Linked DNA regions of Gossypium hirsutum: region 1 is linked to region 2. A link is a contact called in public Hi-C data. All regions are on one chromosome and are shown on one strand. Each heading gives the region's core, a stretch centred on a gene start, on an enhancer-like site or on the middle of the called end of the contact. The rest is flanking DNA. Distances are from core to core; before and after follow the strand shown.

What was found. Hi-C and Micro-C count contacts between places; a contact is called where the count stands out from the background.
Region 1: a contact with region 2 is called in a Hi-C map of leaf, with 6 times the contacts expected there. The contact joins the promoter of LOC107962268 here to the promoter of LOC107940582 in region 2. A contact is called at or near these places in 5 of 34 Hi-C or Micro-C datasets (callus, hypocotyl and leaf).

Annotation. Positions count from the first base shown.
Region 1 is chrA06:113,951,015-113,956,775 of Gossypium_hirsutum_v2.1, reverse strand. It overlaps LOC107962268, which reads right to left and starts at 2,631. Exons shown (of 9, transcript XM_016898585.2): 1 at 2,365-2,631; 2 at 2,076-2,119; 3 at 1,643-1,952; 4 at 559-756; 5 at 134-406. The coding sequence starts at 1,942.
Region 2 is chrA06:113,290,374-113,295,452 of Gossypium_hirsutum_v2.1, reverse strand. LOC107940582 (proteasome subunit alpha type-5) reads right to left here and starts at 3,392. Exons shown (of 10, transcript XM_016874020.2): 1 at 3,220-3,392; 2 at 3,068-3,118; 3 at 2,904-2,985; 4 at 2,668-2,748; 5 at 1,925-2,038; 6 at 1,744-1,845; 7 at 402-460. The coding sequence starts at 3,081.

The sequences.
Region 1 (5,761 bases), core at 1,382-3,881, 660 kb before region 2:
AAAAGATCAAAAAACAATTTGATATTTTCACAATTAGCATTATCTAATTAGCAGCATTCTTGTTAAGCAAATATATAGACAGAAAATAGTTGCAGGAAAATTTATGGACATAAATTGCAAATTATGCCTTTACCTTAACCTTATAAGTTGGATGTTGACCAAGTGCTTTAATAAGACAAGGAGTGGCAAGCTTTGCTATCCACCGAGCAGCTGCTACCATTCCGCAATGTGCATAACCTAAAACTAAGTCACTCACTCCTCCCTCTTGCACAACAGAGTGATGGAATGGAACTATAGCTCCAGTTGCAGCTGTCAGAGTATCCTTGATACTGTGTGTTCCACGAATTAATAGAAGAAAACATTCTGTTTTGTGGTCTACCAATATTGTAAATGCAGGCTTCAAAATCTGCAAGATTTCAATAAATATGATAATACTAATCATAAATTCAAAAGCACATTGACAGTACAATTGAATTGTAATACCTTTGAAAATTAACTACAATATTAAATATATATATCACATACTAATCCAGAAAGTTGGGGGGCGACACAACTTACTCCTGCTTTGGGTTCTTGGAGAATAACATCTTCCTCTGCATAACCAGTCTCCTCCAAAAATAAAGGAAATGGTTTTTTTGAAAAATGCCAGCACAATGTCAACAAGTTTAACAGATATTTAAGTTCAGCAGTTATATCTGGTCCTTTGAGCTCAATGCTATCTTTACCACCAAATACACTCGCAACATGTAAATGTCCCTGAAAAAAAAAATAACCATATTGTTTGTAGTGCCAATAATAGATACATCAAATTGACAACGAACTATTAAGAGTTTCTATAAACACTACTTCATAAAAACACGAAAGCCTGATCTGGTGATTTGTTTACAGAATACAAGAAATTCCAGGAGGATATAGGATATCATATCAAGTTCTATAATTATCTCAGTACAATAAAACTAGAGCATCGTATGGAGAAAATATGTTTCTGCCCAAGAACAAACAAATACATGTACTGTAACATGGCTTTAAAAACATCAAATGAATTTGTCTTTGATGCTCATACTGAGATGCATTAGGTTTACAATGAAATGCAGTGTTAAGACATCATACAACTATACCTGTTGCACAGAGGCATGATAGGTCTTGACTCCTAACTGTGAGAACCATGCATGGATTAAGTACAAAACAGATAATGACATAAAAACAAACCAAAATCCATTGCACTGGATTCAGCCTTTAGATTAAAAACCTTACTTATAAATCTCAACACAAAATTTGAAATGTAAGTTAGGTTCATGATGGTAGTGGCATAACAAAAGGATTCAGAATTCTGAACTCATGATTCTGATATGAACACTGTAATTAACAAGAAAGTCGAATGATAGTAGATTTAAACTAACTGGAGCAGAATCATGAAATTTGGCAGAAAAACTAGCATTAGTCCAACACCCATCATCTCTCGTATGTAAATGAAACTGCCAACTTCTTTAAAAACAACTTCCCCCACCCCTCCCAAACACTCGTATTCTAGTTACTAGCCAATCTGTTTTACAGTCCTCAAAACAGAGTAAATGAAACCAATAAAATAATCATGGCATCAAACATTACAGCAGCAATAAAAATCAAAGGATGCATACGGTACCTGCCTCTTCAATAAGAAGTTGATCCCAAATGCCAAATCTCCAATGGGCCACTTCCCTAGAGTCTCAGAGTATGTAAACCTAAGAGTTTCAGACAAAGTAGAAATCGTCTCTACCCACGTTGCAGGAGCTTGAATTAACCTATGCGAAACGCGATCAAGCCCTGAAGAAGGATTATTGGACAAATCACTTCCATTTTCATTGTCATCGTTACCAGACCTATCTGTCTGCAATTTACGATTCAATGTATAGTACAGAAGAGCAGCTGCACCAGCTGCGGTAGCCATAGTTGCAGTTGCCATGAGTTTATCCCTAAAATATTAAACAAAAGCACAATTATAATTACCTCAGAAAGCTTGTAATATCACATTCAAACATAGACGAGAAATATAGTCAATGCTTTCTAAAAACAATATTGGAGAAAGGAGAGAGGACCATGATCTCCGGCATTGTAACCTTGTATTTGGCTGCTGGGAAAACTAAAGAGAAAGAAAGAAATCGAAATTCAGATCCTATTTCTCATAGCTAACATGCTTCATCGCAATACAGAGCTATAAACTTTGAGATATATCATCTACGGATTAAACGAAAAAAAAAAACCCATACACACACAAACACACGGAATGTGAAAAAAGAATAAAACATGACAACCTAAACATGAGGAAAATCTGGGGGGAAAAAACCCTAATAACACGGCAAATCGGAATATTTAAAATTAACGAACCTGAGGAGCTCGATATTCACTGAAATTCTCCGATTAATTACGAAAACTACCTTCGTGTGTAAAGAAACCGATTGATTACTCAACGCATATTCTTTTATTTTATGTTTATTATTATTAGAGAGGGAGTGAGTGGGGGAGGCATGGGTTAATTAGTGGAAAATTTTTGCAATGCCGGTTTGTAGTACACGTGTCCGAATCTAATTGCAGGGAAGCTAGGAAATAGGTGTTTTAAGAATTTAAACCGACCTTAGCTTAGCTATTAGGATTGTACTTTTCCGGTCTTGGTGTCTTCTACTGTAAGGATGGGAAGGGGTGGCTTCAAAGTACAAGTCCGGATGCAGAATTTATTCAAGTGTAACCCGTCGAATTATATTTTTGGTTTAAATATCCCAAAAGACTCTATACTTTTTTCAAATTTTAAAATTTAATTCATATATTTTAATTTTGAGACATTGAATTTATGTATTTTTTATTTAAAAATCTTAGTCCTCCATTTAATTTTACTATTAAAGTTAACAATGTCAAAAATAAAATAATTCTTAAAAAATAAAAAATTTATTAAAAAAGATAAAAATTCATTAAAATTATAAAAAATTATAAAAATTTATAAAATTCAATGTTATATAAACCGGACCGGATAGGGAATCGATTAGGGTATTAATTCGGCGAGACGTAAAAATTAGTTGACTAACGAACTGGTACAAACTAATTGAAAAAAGCTTAAAATTGGTTGAATCGATAGTTGAATCGATTTTGAATTGGCCTAACCAATTGGTTCCTAGAATAACCAATATAACTGGTTCAAAGCAAATAAATTATTAAAAATTTATAATAAAAAATTATAAAAATTGGTTTAATTGCTAGTTCAACTGATTTTTAATTTAGTTCAACCAGTCTCTTCTAATTCACAGGTCTACAAATTTTTTAAAATTTTAAACTTTTTTAGCCCTCAATATTTATAGTTTTTATCAATTTGGTCCATACCCTTCAAAAGTACATTATTTTTTTTATAAAATTTTAAAAAATATATTTTTTCTTATTTAAAAAATAAATATTTTAAAAAATATAATTTTAGTAAAAATAAAACTCTTTAAAATAAAAAATAAAAAATAAAAAGATATTTTTTAAAAATATTTTTAAATATAAAAACTTTCAAAATTCAATGTTATCTAAATCGAATCGGATTGATTGAATCAAGAACTAGTTGGGTATTGGTCTGATGAGAGATAAAAATCTAGTTAACCTAGAATCGGTACGGACTACTTGAATCGAGCTAAAAAACCAGTTGAACTGGCGATTGAATTAATTTTATAATTTCTTTAATTTTTTTTTATTTTTAGTAATTTATTTTCTTTAAGCCGGATGGATAGATTGTTTTGGAAATCAATTGGCCACACCGGTGTTGGGGATCAACCCAATTAAGCAACGAACAAGTAAAAATAGCGGAAAAAATTGAGAAATTGAATACAAAAATTTAACGTGAAAAAACCCCCCAAAGAGGATAAAAAAACCACGGGCAAAGATATTTTTACTGTAATGGAAAAAGAACGAAGAGTATAAAAGATGAAAATAAAAACTAAACCTCAAAACCTCAAAACAAAGAACCTTCAGAACCTAAACACAAAATTCTCCAAAAGTGTTATGAGTTCAATATTTAATAGGTGTATTTTCTAAGGTTGTAAAAGAGCCTATTTATAGGCTAAATTCGTAGGTCAAATACTAATAAAATAATCTAGACTAATCAGAATTTAACTGAAACAAACAAATAAAGTTTAATTGGAAGATTATCTCTCAAATTTGATTGAAATATGAGGCATACTCAACAAATCTCCATCTTAACTCGTATTTCCACAATGCCATCTTTGCCAAAGCCTGCCACGGGCCTATCTTGAACTATGCAGGGAATTAACTAAGTCAAATCTATGCTTAGAAGTTAGAAGACTTCTAGTGTAACAGCCCGATTTTGGGCCTAGTCGGAACAGTGGTTTCAAGACCACAAATCTGACGTAGTAAAACTTTTTTATCACATTTTTATGGTTTAAAATTTTCTGGAATGATTTCATGAAAATTTCGTTCGAAAATTTTGACGTTTGAGCATTCAATTTAGCAAAAAAGGACTAAATTGTAAAAAATGCAAAAGTTGAGTTCTACGTACTAGAGTTGTCAAATTTCTTTGAAATTTTACATGGAAGGTCCTTAGATTGTAATTAGACCATTTTACTTTAATTTGGACAAAAATAAACATGAGGTAAGAGAATTTTAGTGTTTTAAGAAAATGGCATTGTGGTCATTTAGTAACTAAATGAATTAAAAAGAAAAAATCAAGCCAAAATATAGTCCATCTTCTTCATGCTTGTGTCAAAATTTAGAAGGGAAGCTATAGCTAGGGTTTGGCCACTTTCAAGCTCGATTGTAAGTCCGTTCTTGCCCCGTTTTTAATGTTCTTTACATTTTTGAAGTCATTATCACTCGATCTATCTATTTCTACCATTAATTTGAGAAATGATTAAGGTCTAGGGTTTGAACCATGTTAGATATGTGTGTATTTTGATGTCTAATGGTAGAAAATGTGTGTTTGGTGTGTCATAAACAACTTTTGCTAGGTGATTTTTGATGAAAATGTCAAAAGGACCAATTTGTAAAAAGGTTATAAAATGTGTGTAAAAGTGCGATTAAATGAAAATTGTGAGCTTTTATAAGCATGAAAGAGGTTTGAATAGGCTTGAGAATCTAAGAAATTGAATTTATTTCATTTTACGAGCCTAGGGACCAAAGTATAAAAATGTCAAAGTTTAGAGGCAAAATGTAATTTTGCCATAACGTAATTTTTGGGTTGAATTAAATAATGTGAATAATAAATGAGTTAAATTTGCTATTATAAATCAAGAGAAACGAGGTTCGGACCTAAATCGGGGGAAAAACAAAGTGTTTGACGAGTAGGTCCTATTTCTACTATTTTATACCGAGGTAAGTTCTTATGTAAATAATGCATTGCTTTAATTATGTTTTAAATGCTTTATTATTTTATGAATTATGATTAACCATTGAACGTGTTCGAAAAATTTTAGACAAGTGTGAAATCTCTGTTGAATTTTAGGAATAGATAGGATACAAATGTCATGACATTAGGGTTACTAAGGCTACGTGTAAGACCATATTTGGGATACGGCATCAGTATGAGACTTCGTGTAAGACCATATCTAGGATATGGCATTGATATGAGACTTCATGTAAGACCATAGCTGGGCTATTGGCATTGATATGAGACTTCATGTAAGACCATAGCTGGGCTATTGGCATCGATACGAGATTCTATGTAAAACCACATCTGGAATATGGCATTGGTATGGCACCGTGTGTGCAGAACTCCCGAGTATCCTTTAATATTCCAAGTGGT
Region 2 (5,079 bases), core at 2,143-4,642:
GCAATAATGCAACCTTGGATTAATTGGTTGGGGCATGGAATCCATATCATGTGCATGATGCGTTGTTACGGTTCTAACTTCTTAAAATTTGACAATCTAAAAACTAACAAGGAGTAATAAGCATGTACCTTTATATCTGTAATAAAATATTAGTTGCAAATGAATATATTTGGAAACCAGCTTACCAGACCACAGGACTGTTTCTAATTAAAGTGCCAGTAATTGTTAATGGATAACATTCTTCATGGCAGTTCTATGTCTAAGAGTATTAACCAACTACAATAGAGATAATATTATCCTAAAAGTGCAAGTGATACAAATTCATTAGTCTTTCACATTTGTTTAACGGGAATTTTTGTTCCAAGAGAAAGCCAATGCAATAAAAATCATTTGATACTTACAAGCTAGGCCCGTTCTCATCATGACCAGCAATGAGAAGTGATACACCAAACGGCCGGGACTGCACAGGAAAGCATGACTATATGTGAGAATAAACATATCAAAAGTAGTGCCATGGATAGAATTCTATATCAAATGGCAAAAGAAACTTACAACCTGTTTGGTTTGACAGAATAACCATTCCATAACGAGTCTATATGATGCACTACAATGACACAGCCATTTGGTTCACAGAATGGCTTATTCAAGCCTCATTTCCCAGTCTCAGAATAGCCATTTGGCACACCCCCCCCCCCTTTTTCTTTTTAAATGGCTATTCCCAGAAGTCTTGGAATAGTTTCTTGCTCCCATTTTACCCCAACCAAAAGAAAAATGCAACCCAAAAATTTCATTCACACATCCCTAGAAGGGAAACCAACACAAAAATGACCAAAAACAAGAAGTGAGGAAACTACTTGAGCTGGATGAGAGGAAACTCTCATGTCCGATGGGGGGATCCCACAGGGCCCTATCCTAATTTTTCTTTTTGGCTACAGACAAAGAAAAAGGTTGAAAGGAAACCACCAAATATTTCAGTATATCTATGCTTTTAATTTGATTTTTACAAATATATATAATTAGAAAATGGGAAGATAGCGAGCAATGACAGCCGGCAGAGTGCAACAATGGCCCTGACCGAATACTGGGCTTTTGGCTAGGGTCTGGGCTTTTCCTAAACAATGAGAGATACTAGAGAGAGTGTAGAGCAGATAGGGAAACGGAAGGAGAGAAAACAAATATCTATAGGGAGAGAAAACATACTTTTTTTTATTTTAAAACATATTTTATTTTTAATATATTACTAAATATAAAATATTGAATTACTATATTTATATTTTAAATGTGATACATCAATATTTTATCTAAAAGCATATTAACATATAAAGCATGTTTTATATTTAATATAAAAAAAATTATTTTATGAAATTATTTTAGTGAAATAATTTAATTTTTTAAAATAAAACATTCTTATTTATATTAAGGACAAAAATCTTCTTTCTTTAAGCTATTTTTTGCTTATTCCATAACATCATTTTGTCCAACCAAATTAAGTAATAGTATTCCTCATTCCATTTAATCAACCAAACCAAGTAATACATATTCCGACTCTATTCTATTACCACAACATAGCAACTTCATTCCCCCCTCTATTCTATTCTGATGAACCAAACACTATGTTAATGCACAACTACACAATCATACTTGGTATGCACCCCCTTTATTGCTTATCAAGATGAGTAAAAAGCATCACCAATAAAGAAATTAAAGTAGCTAAAATTAGACAGAAAAGATATTAAGGTGTACCATCGATTCTTCATCTCCTTCACCAAATCGAAGGGCCAGATCACAAAGAGCTTGTGTTGTGGATTCTACTGTCATTGGCTCACCATATGAGAATCTGTGGTTCTGTGTGAATATAACAGATATCAACATAAAAGTCACATAACTTCATATCAAAGTGTAATGGCACTAGTAAGTACTGTACCTGAGTCTCAACTCGTGCATGTTCAACAAGTGTACGGGCATCAGCAATCAACCCACTCATAGCACATCCTATATGCTCATCAATTTCCATAATCTTCTCAACGCTGCTAGGTTCCTGAAAGAGGATCCATTACCTATTAGGCCTGAAAGAAATGGCAACCATCTACATTCCGTAGAATCTAATATATGTGACACATTCCATAAGCTAGATTTGTGGTAGGTTTTTACAAGAGTGCAGCTTCAAGTGCACAAGCTTTTATTCAAAGTAAACAAGTGACAGGAAAAGGAACTCTAGGGGGCATGGTAGTATACTGAGAAAAAAAAGGAGGCGGAAGCTAGTTGAATATAATACCGAACACGGCTTAGACATTAAATCACATGGAGCTGTTAGCACAATATGGGGGCCAACAATAGAGTGGGAATGCAGGAGGAATAAGCAACTGACAACTCTGATGGCACACGCTGATCTTCAATTCTAGAGTCATGAAAATCAACCAACACTCACTTGTATGCAACTGAAGAGTGAAGACTTATTTGTTAGAAGAGACTCCTCAAGACCCTAGAAGTTCACATCTTAAAAAAAGAAAAGAAAAGAAAAGGAATCCTCTAATACCACAGTTAAGCAAACAAGACAATTAAAGCAAAGCAGAAAGCCTTTTTAGTTTTTCCTCGATTGCAAACAAGTAAATCTAACTATACAAGTGACTATAATAACATTAAATGAAATAAGAGTGCAGTGCATACCAAAAGTGGTGAAGTAATACGCTTCTCAACAGCCAGAACGACACCTTTTTTTGTCTTCAACCCAATTGCAGTTGAACCCAGCTGCAGTTCAATCCCCCCCCCAAAAAAAAGAAGCCATTTACATTGAAATACACCCAAAAGGACTAAATATGCTAATCTGAGAAAAAAAATATTTTCCTAGAGAAAACTCTTAAGTTTGATGATTTTCAAAGGAAACAAACAGAAAAAGGTTCTACCTTGATCGCCTCAATAGCATATTCCACCTGGAACAATCTCCCTTCCGGAGAAAATGTGTTCACTCCACGGTCATACTCAGTCCTACAAGGCCAACAACCAAACATTTAAAAGGAAAAAAAAATAATTAAAGTTTAGCAGTAATAAATATGCTATGATTTGGTACCTGGTGAGAAACATGTTTGGATCGACTTGATCTTATTAGATCTACCAAAACCTAAAAAAGAAAAAAAAGAAAAAAAGAGATAGAGAGAGGAAAAAATAGTTTATTTCTGGAAAGTAACTTAACTCGAAAAATATAACTGAGAGATGGTTTACTTGTGACAAAGGGTGAGATTCAGCAACGAGAAAGCTTAGCGATGCTGGTATTTTTCGTAGAAAAAAATACCTTCGGTTCTGGTATCTGTTTGCTCTTGCAAAGCAAAACAAGGCAGGCTGTTAAAACGCCGCCGCATCACGCCATACCATAATGAACATCGACGCTTTCCTGGGCTGGGCTTCTCAAATTACTATTAAAAAGTATTTTGAGAAATAAAAAATCATTTTAAATATTATATTATAAAGTAAAAAATATATATTTATATGAAGTTAAAATTTATTAATATTATAATATTTAAATGATGTTGAATAAAACCATAAAATTTAGAGAAAATATTCTATCTTAGTAGCGAATTGGTAAATTTTAAAATTAACAATTTATAATGATTTGAAAAATCCTTAGTTGAGGTATATTAAGCGAGTAGAGGTAAGTATTTTTGGCCGAACTATTATAAGTCGATTGTACAATTTTTTTTTTACCTTTTCTCCTTTATTTTAAAAATTTGTAAGACACTTAAAGTTTTTAATATCTCAATTCCCTTTTTTGGTATTTTTGAGCCTAACAAATGATGATGTGATGAAATTATGAATTTGTTATGATGCTATGCATTGTTGCACGTTTAAATTGTAATACCCCGAACCCGATACCGTCTCCGGAGTCGAACACGAGGTGTTAACAGACTTCAAACCACTTATTCGACATTTCCCAGACAAGCTGCCGATCTGCGTACTAGTCGCTTTAAAAATCATATCTTGAGTTTCACAACTCGAAAATCAGTTTCGTGATTTTTCCCTGAAACTAGACTCATATGCCCATCTCCATAATTTTTTCTAGAATTTTTGGTCGGGCCAATTAGTACAGTTTATTAGTCAAAGTCTCCCATGTCACAGGGATCGACTACACTGACCCTTGCGCATTACGAATTGGATATCTCCCTGCACAGAGCTTCAATACTGATGTCGTTTGTTTCTATAGAAACTAGACTCAGAGAGGAATCTGTACATATATGGCATGACTCCTAATTATCTCTGTTTAATTTATAATAAATCTCCAAAGTCGGAACAGGGAATCCAGAAACCGTTCTGGCCCTGTCTCACGAGAACCTGAATATCTCTTAACATACTGTCCATATGATCTTTTCATTACTTCTATATGAAAATAGACTCATCGAGCTTCGAATACATAATTTATTCATCAATTAATTCCACTCCTACTATTTTTAGTGATTTTTCGATCTCGCGTCACTGCTGCTGCCAGCATCTGTTACGAAAGCAACTATGCCTATTTCATGATTTCTCCTTGATCTAACTAGTAATTCATCATACATATCACCAATTATGATCATGACTAGCCATGCCAAAGGCTAATCATTGTCAAACTTTCCCCTACTACACTATTGCCATATCATGAATTTTAACACCAAAATAAGCAACCATGACGTATGGCATAAAAAGGTCGAATTATCAAGATTTGCGACCTAACGTTATGAATCCAAACCCAACCGAACATTTATGCCATTTTCGCATGGCTAAAAGATTACATACCAAAGTTCAAACACAACATAATAGCCTATACATGCCGAAATGTTCTCCTAAGCCAACTAAGAAGAAAGTACCAAAACTTGCTATCCGGTGTGATGACTTCGATGACGGCCCGACCACGCAAAAAGAGACGAGTCCAAGAAACCTAGAATAGGTGACAAGGAAACACCGAGTGAGTTTATAACTCAGTAAGTCATAAGCAATGCACTACCACCCATTAATAACATTATCACAATAGGAAATAAAATGGAACGAGGCTAGTTACTCCATCCATACCGAACCATGCCATGGTTCCTCAGACCTATCGGTTCAATCTCA